2 separate regions of the Sus scrofa genome follow, and region 1 is linked to region 2. The links are chromatin contacts, called in public HiChIP or PLAC-seq maps. All regions are on one chromosome and are shown on one strand. Each heading gives the region's core, a stretch centred on a gene start, on an enhancer-like site or on the middle of the called end of the contact. The rest is flanking DNA. Distances are from core to core; before and after follow the strand shown. Region 1 has its middle 67 kb from the start of KLF9. Region 2 has its middle 42 kb from the start of KLF9.

Region 1 (3,490 bases), core at 366-2,865, 110 kb before region 2:
GCCCATTTCCCCAAGCCCCAGACATAAAGCACTATCTGAACGCACTCCTGGTTGTCACAACTGGGGTGAGCGATGTTCCTGTCATTTGATGCACAGAGGCCCAGGGTGTCGCTAAAGATCTTGCAGTGTGCAGGACAGCTGCACCCTGTCCCCCAGCAAAGAATTCCCAGAATGCCGGTAATGCCAATGTTAAGAAATCCTAAATTGGGAGTTCTCGTTGTGGCTCAGTGGTTAACGAACACGACTAGCATCCATGAGGACTCGGGTTCGATCCCTGGCGTCACTCAGTGGGTTAAGAATTCAGCATTGCTGTGAGCTGTGGTGTAGGTTGTAGACGCGGCTGGGATCCCAAATTGCTGTGGCTGTGGCTGTTGCTGTGGCATAGGCTGGCGGCTACAGCTACAATTGAACCCCTAGCATGGACCCTCCATATGCTGTGGGTGTGGCCCTAAAATGACCAAAAAAAAAAAAAAAAAAAAGAAATCCTAAATTGGAATTCCCGCTGTGGCAGTTTGTCTCTGTGGTGGTGCCAGATTGATCCCTGGCCTGGGAACTTCCATACGTTGCTGGTGAGGCCAGAAAAAAAGAAAGAAACCGTAAATTAACCCCTTCTTTAAAATATTTATATTTCCAATCTACCTATTCTTTCAGGGCTAATGGGCTGGAAATACACTACCCTCTATGAGCCAAAAAATCTTTTCTGCTCTCCTTTCTTATTGAGGAGGCCTAGTTTACATATCTATAGTGCTCCAGGACTTAAGGAAAAATCCACTGGCCCAGGCCTCACCTTGCTGACTCATTAAATCTCCTATCCGTGCAGTGCATTCGGTCTGCAGTCCTGATTACACAGCTGTTCTGCGTGTCAGGGCTGTCCCTGCCACCTTCCCTGCTTCTCTCATGGCAGCTGCATCTTCTCCGAGGCAGGAGAAGGTCTTTCGGGAGTAAAGGACCAGATCCACAGCCAGCGCTCCAGACAAGCGGGAGCCTTGCCTCCCTCTCTGCTTCCTACCAGAGACCTCTGATACACCTCCCAGGCCACAATCAAGAGGTCCCACTGCGGTGCAAAGCGATCAGAGGTGTCTTGGGAGCACTAGAATGCAGGTTTGATCCCTGCCTGGCACAGTGGTTTAAAGATTCAGCGTTGCTGCAGCTGTGGCTTAGGTTGCAACTGAAGCTCTGATCTGATCCCTGACCTGGGAACTCCATATGTGGCAGGGTGGCCAAAATAGAAAAGCAAAGGAAAAAAGACAAAAGAGCCAGAAAATGTCACCTCCTCATTACAGTTTGGGGGCATGTCTTTCTATGTGTAATGCATACAAATTCTTTCTATGTGTAATGAGGAAGGAGGCCTAGTTGGCTAGTCAGGGGCCCATGATGTAACGTTCTTTCCTTTCCTGTGACGAAATGTAACTTCCCTTTTTCAACTCCCCCATGCTCAGCGGCAGGAATTTAATCTCAGTTAAGGATTCCTAGAGATTCTCATTTTCTCAGAACTCCCCAGGATTTCAGGGGTACGAGTCGCCAGGTTCTTCGTGTCATCGTCTACCACACAGGCCTCATGGGGGGGCTCCCCATACTGTCTTCCGCTATGTTGTTGTGGTTTGTCTGGTGATCACTGGCTCTCCAGGTTTCATTCATGCCACCCTCGGAAGCACAGGGCCCAGTCTGCAGTTCTCACACTACCCTGAGTTTAGAGAAACTCAGAGTTTAGGGGAAGACCTTCACATTCCATACCATGCTGGTCACTCCTCCCTGCTCCGACTTCCACTCAAGAAGAGCTTTTCCCTGTTTGTCTGTTTTCTTTCTTTTTGCTATTCATCATGTATTCTCAAGGCTCTGAATCCCCTTGTTCATGCTTTTGAAACTCCAAAGCTTGAGCTTTTCTCTTTTTTTTCTTTCTGCAATTTACCACCTCTGCCAGGAGTTTCAAAAGTCTGTTTCTACTTGACCCTTAGCTCTCCCAGCACCAGCCCCCCTGTATTTTTGCTGAGTCATTCATTCACCAAGAGACTAGAAGCAGAATGTCCTTATCCCGAAATCAGGGAAGGCCTAGGATTTACAAGGAAATGAGGGGGAAATCTTTGGTTAAATCTCAAAATACAGTTATCCCTCAGTTGTGAGCCCCTGCCATTTGTGGGTCCACTTTAGTGGCCTATGCATGTCTTTTTGTATCCAATCTCAACAAAGTTTAAAGTTTCACTCTTTGGAAGAGCTGGGTGCGGAGGTAACAGATTTCATCTCACCTGCTAAATTCAGTTGACTGGTAGGGGCCGTCTGGAGTAGTGTTGAAAAGATTTTTTGAGGACTCTGTTGGGCGCATTGGACAAAAATGGACTAGTCACATCTGCCACGGGTGAGGGAGGAGAGATGTGATAGCATGTGTGCCAAGAACTAGCCATCACCAACTTACTCTTTATCTCCTTTCTCAGTTACCTTTCTCGGTTCATAGAAGTAAGGTTGTTAGAAGGCTTGATGGAAGCCTAGGATGAGACAGAACTCCAAGTCGAAATGATATTTGGCTAAAAGGCAGGATCATCCCAGGACCAACTGAGAATGGGACATGGGCAGGAGAAAGGGTCCCCAGCATACTGTCCCTCCTTCTCCCCAGTTCCCAGTCCTGTCCTCAGGGAAGGAAGTCAGAATTTATGGGGTTCATACCCTCTGGGGTGAAGCACAAACACTTTGATTATACAAACTAATTATGCCATGGGTGCTAAGAGCCACTGATGGTTTCTGAGTGGAGGAATAACAAGACAAGACAGGGCCTTTAGTGAAATGGATCTAGTGGCCACAGACAGAGTGGATGGAGGGGAAGGTTTAGAGGAAGAGGCCTCTTTGGAGAGTCGCTAGGGTGGTCCAGGTGAGAAGTCTTCATGAAAGGGCATGAGTGAAAAGATCATGTTTAGACAACAGAGGGCAGCAAACCACCCTCACCTGGATGCAAGCCAAATCCCAGGTCTTAGAGAAGCTGAGTATCTGGAACTTTCTTGATACCACCTTGTGCCTTTAGCCCCTGCCTTCAGTTTTAGGAGAGCAAGGGATTTTCAAAAGTGCCTCAAAACAGAATGCTGCCAGCCTGGTCTGAGGAAGGGAGGCCTAGTTGGCTAGTCAGGGGCCCTAAAAGGAGGCAGGAGGCCCCTGGCCCTTGCAGGCTCCAGGACAGCAGACATGGGTCAAGTCCACTTCCAAGTGCCTTCATGGCCAAGGGCAACTTCTGGTCCAGGGGAGGCTCTAGGCCATCCTGAGAAAGGTCAGACTGCACTGGGATGTGGCCCTGGCTCTGGGCTGGGCATTTTTCCAATGCTGGGAATAATTCCTCCAAGACACAAGTCAGTCCCTCCCACTGAAACAAACTAAACCAGAAACACGAAAACAAAGCTGGGCACAGCACAAAGAGGAGATTGCCAAGGAGGAATACTCTCTGGGCTGGGGCTGCTTTTTGACCTACTAAGGCAGGCCACTTGAGGATAACCGGGGTGGAGGGGTGAGG
Region 2 (3,320 bases), core at 457-2,956:
TCAGTTCTTAAAGTTTCCTTCTTCAGAGGGCACATTTGTGAGATTCTCCATCTCCCAACTTCCAGGTACATTGTAGACTGAATGCCTCTTAAAGCTTTCAACCAAGAATTCTACTGCAAATCTGGTAAATGTTTATATCACAAAGTTGACCCAAAAATGTTGGTCAAATAGCAAAACAATAAAAAAAAAATTTCAGATCTCTGAGTTCTCATTTTTTTAGACTGTGATATTTAGTTTATCTATTATAAATCAAAGAGCATTGCAGTGTTTCATTGACCAGTGGTTCTTTTGGGGACTATTTTCTCCAGAATGAGAGTGGGGGTGGGGGGGTGGGGGGAGGACTTGGATGGTAAGTTTAATGAATGTCTGGATTCCCTCCCAGACTTCATTGTTCCTCTCAATCTGAAATACTTGAGTTGTTTTAAATTGTTTATACCTATTCTGTTATGTAAGCAATACTTTAATTGTTTAAAATTTTTAATCTAGAATTCCCATTAAATTGCCCAAGAGCAAACTTGAATTCCTATTAAATTGCCCAAGAGCAAACTGGTAAACAAACAAACACTGCTTCCTACAGTCACTTCACAGATAAATAACATCTGTTCATTCCAGGGAGCTTTTACAATTTTTTTTTTTTAATTTTAAGCTACCACTTTATTCTCGTAAGTGCTGAATTTTTTTTTTTCATTCAGGGATGCCACTTGCCTGTTTGTCAACACATTCTACATTTTCTATTGGATATTTCTCTCACATTTAAGTAGCTTTAGTAGGTTTTCTTCAAAACAGTAAACCCCAAACCTCTAATCGGATGATCAATTCTTACAACATATTCCTGAAAAAAAAAATTTATTAGCCTCAGAGTGTAAAAGCAACATGTGAGAAGCATTGCATAAATTATTTATCATTAAATTAATCTTCTATAGAGAGAAGTTTAGAAAGAACCTAAATGTCCATCACATAGCCTCAATTAAATAAACTATGACAAATTTAGAAAATGGAATAAAATTTGCTGTTAAAAAGAATGACATAGAACTTATGTATGATATGGGACACTTCTCAGGATAAATATTGTGAATAGCATTATTCATTCATTCAATTATTTATTGCACATCTACTAAATACCAGATACTGTCTGAACAGTGGGGACACAGAATTTAAAGTAGGCAAGGTCTCTGATTCTCATGTCTACCTTAGTATAGCATGTTTCTATTTGTGATGGTTTTTTAAGTGTCTCTTTAAGTATACACAAAATTTAAAAATTTGCTTATATGTGTATATATATATATATATACACACACACACATGCTTATATATATATATATATATATACACACACACATTTATAATAAGTATATATATAAAATGTTTGCTTTGCTGTCTTCTGGAAATGTAGCTAATAAAGTGTTTCAGTAATTGCCTCTGGGGAAAGGGAGGGGAGTCTGAGGTAAGAGGGAGCCTTCCTTATCTACCATTTGTGTATTATACACATATATTTCTTTCTTTCTTTTTACATTTTCAATTGAAAATACATTACCTTTAAAATGCAACTTTCCAGTATTTGTATAGGCAGTATTTGTAACCTTCACTTTAAATATGTAACTTTCACTTTAAATATATCACCATTATTTGTTAAGGTAGAAGAGTCATTGCTGGTTGAAAAATTGCAAAATCATGACTGGAAGTATTCATTTCCCAATAGATCTGTCTGCTTCTCTATGACACATGTCTGGTTTTGATAGTACTTGTGGAAGTGAATAGAGTACATGATAGGAACTGGAGCAAGAGGCAACCGAAAGTAGAAAAACATACACAGAAGAAAGGGGGAATAATAGTAATAAAAATAAGGAAGAACAAATAAAGAAGGGGCTGGTGAGAAGGTTTGGTCTACACTAAGAAAACAAAGGGAAGAGATCAGGAAATACACTGAGTTCAAGGGAATTAAAGAGTCAGCATTAGAACAGTGGTGAGGCAGGTCAAGCAACTTCTAGGTACCAAATATTATAAGGCAGCAAACACAGAAGGCAACTCAAGAGAGATTAAAAAAAAAAAAAAAAAAAAAAAGGATTCCTTCAACACAAGGTGCTGTGAAGGCTCTGCAGGAACAGAATGGATCCCCCCACCCCAACTATGGTTCAGACACCCAGGCTAACGATGCCTCACTGCACCAAGAGGTATGAAAAATTTATTATTCATAAAATAGGAGTAGGACTCATATAGAGAGAGTAGGCTCCCAAGTTTATCCAAAATTGGCTTGAGTGCAAGAAGGGGAGAGTAGCATGGGCTTTTACATGGTTAGGGGTGAGGTTGGGTTGAGGGTTCCTGCAGGTGGGCAGAGACCTATGAGGTTTAAACCACCCACATGGAAGGACGGGGTACCTGAACTCTCCATGTGTTATCTCATTTAATCCTTGCCCAGATGTGTGGCACAGGCAGAAGAGGCTTACAAACCACAGAAGTCAAATGTCAACAACCAAGTCAGACTCTACTTCACAAGGGCCAATGAATTTAGAGTCATTTTCCATTATGCCATTTCCATGTGAAAAAGATAGAAGGGAGAAGAAAATTCTGAATTTCTGTTGCTCTATGTTTTAAGACTGGTAAGGAGGAAGTATGGCTCTGGAGAGAAAAATACCCAATTGACAAAGATAAAGTATGACAAAGGCTTGGGAAAGATGAAAAAAATGAATTCAAAATGCCAGGTAATCCTGAAGATGATTTAAGGAGTCAATGAATTGGCAGGCAAGGTTGCTACAATGTCAGAAAATGGCTATAGAAATTGAAGTGTGAGGCAAGCATGGGAGCTCATAGGAAAGATTTTTGTACAAAAAGGCTTTTCATATCAGTATTAATTTTTTTGTATCCATTTTGCTTGGCAAATATTTGAGGTGATAAGACCAATATCAAATCAAAGTTAGAAAATACATCTTAAAAAGAACAAGGAAAATATGATCCCCTCCAGAAGAAGTCGAGGGAGATCAGTCAGATACAAAAATTGAATACAAAGGCAGTCAGAAAAGCAAGGCTTGGTCTCTGAAACAAGATAGGCTCAAATCTCAGCCCTGCCACTTACTGTGTAACTCTGAGTAAATAAGAGACCTGATATTCATAAGCCTTAAAGTTACCTTCTCTACAAGCTGCAGATGATACCAGGACTTACACAATGCCTGTATGGTTAAATAATATAGTATATCTAACTTATTGAGCACAGAGTCTGGAGTTCATTGTTTGTATTAATATATTAATATAAAAAGATTTTGAGAGTACTTGACAAAAATGGAGGAGTGAGGGTGGCTCTGTCTTGGAACATGTGTTATCTCATT

The links. HiChIP or PLAC-seq counts read pairs in DNA pulled down with a chosen protein or histone mark.
Region 1: a contact with region 2 is called in an H3K27ac HiChIP or PLAC-seq map of alveolar macrophages. The contact joins two enhancer-like sites. A contact is called at or near these places in 4 of 47 Hi-C or Micro-C datasets (alveolar macrophages, epiblast stem cells, liver and 1 more) and 1 of 2 datasets of contacts at active chromatin or transcription factors (alveolar macrophages).

The regions. Positions count from the first base shown.
Region 1 is chr1:223,812,951-223,816,440 of Sscrofa11.1, reverse strand. No RefSeq gene overlaps it. Among named protein-coding and RNA genes, the nearest start is that of KLF9, 67 kb to the right of the region's middle. Within about 2 kb of position 1,615, at least 17 of the 83 cell types and tissues checked have an H3K27ac peak or open chromatin away from gene starts, as enhancers often do. A contact at or near this core is called in alveolar macrophages and mesenteric adipose tissue, where this site is marked.
Region 2 is chr1:223,704,392-223,707,711 of Sscrofa11.1, reverse strand. No RefSeq gene overlaps it. Among named protein-coding and RNA genes, the nearest start is that of KLF9, 42 kb to the left of the region's middle. Within about 2 kb of position 1,706, at least 3 of the 83 cell types and tissues checked have an H3K27ac peak or open chromatin away from gene starts, as enhancers often do. A contact at or near this core is called in alveolar macrophages and mesenteric adipose tissue, where this site is marked.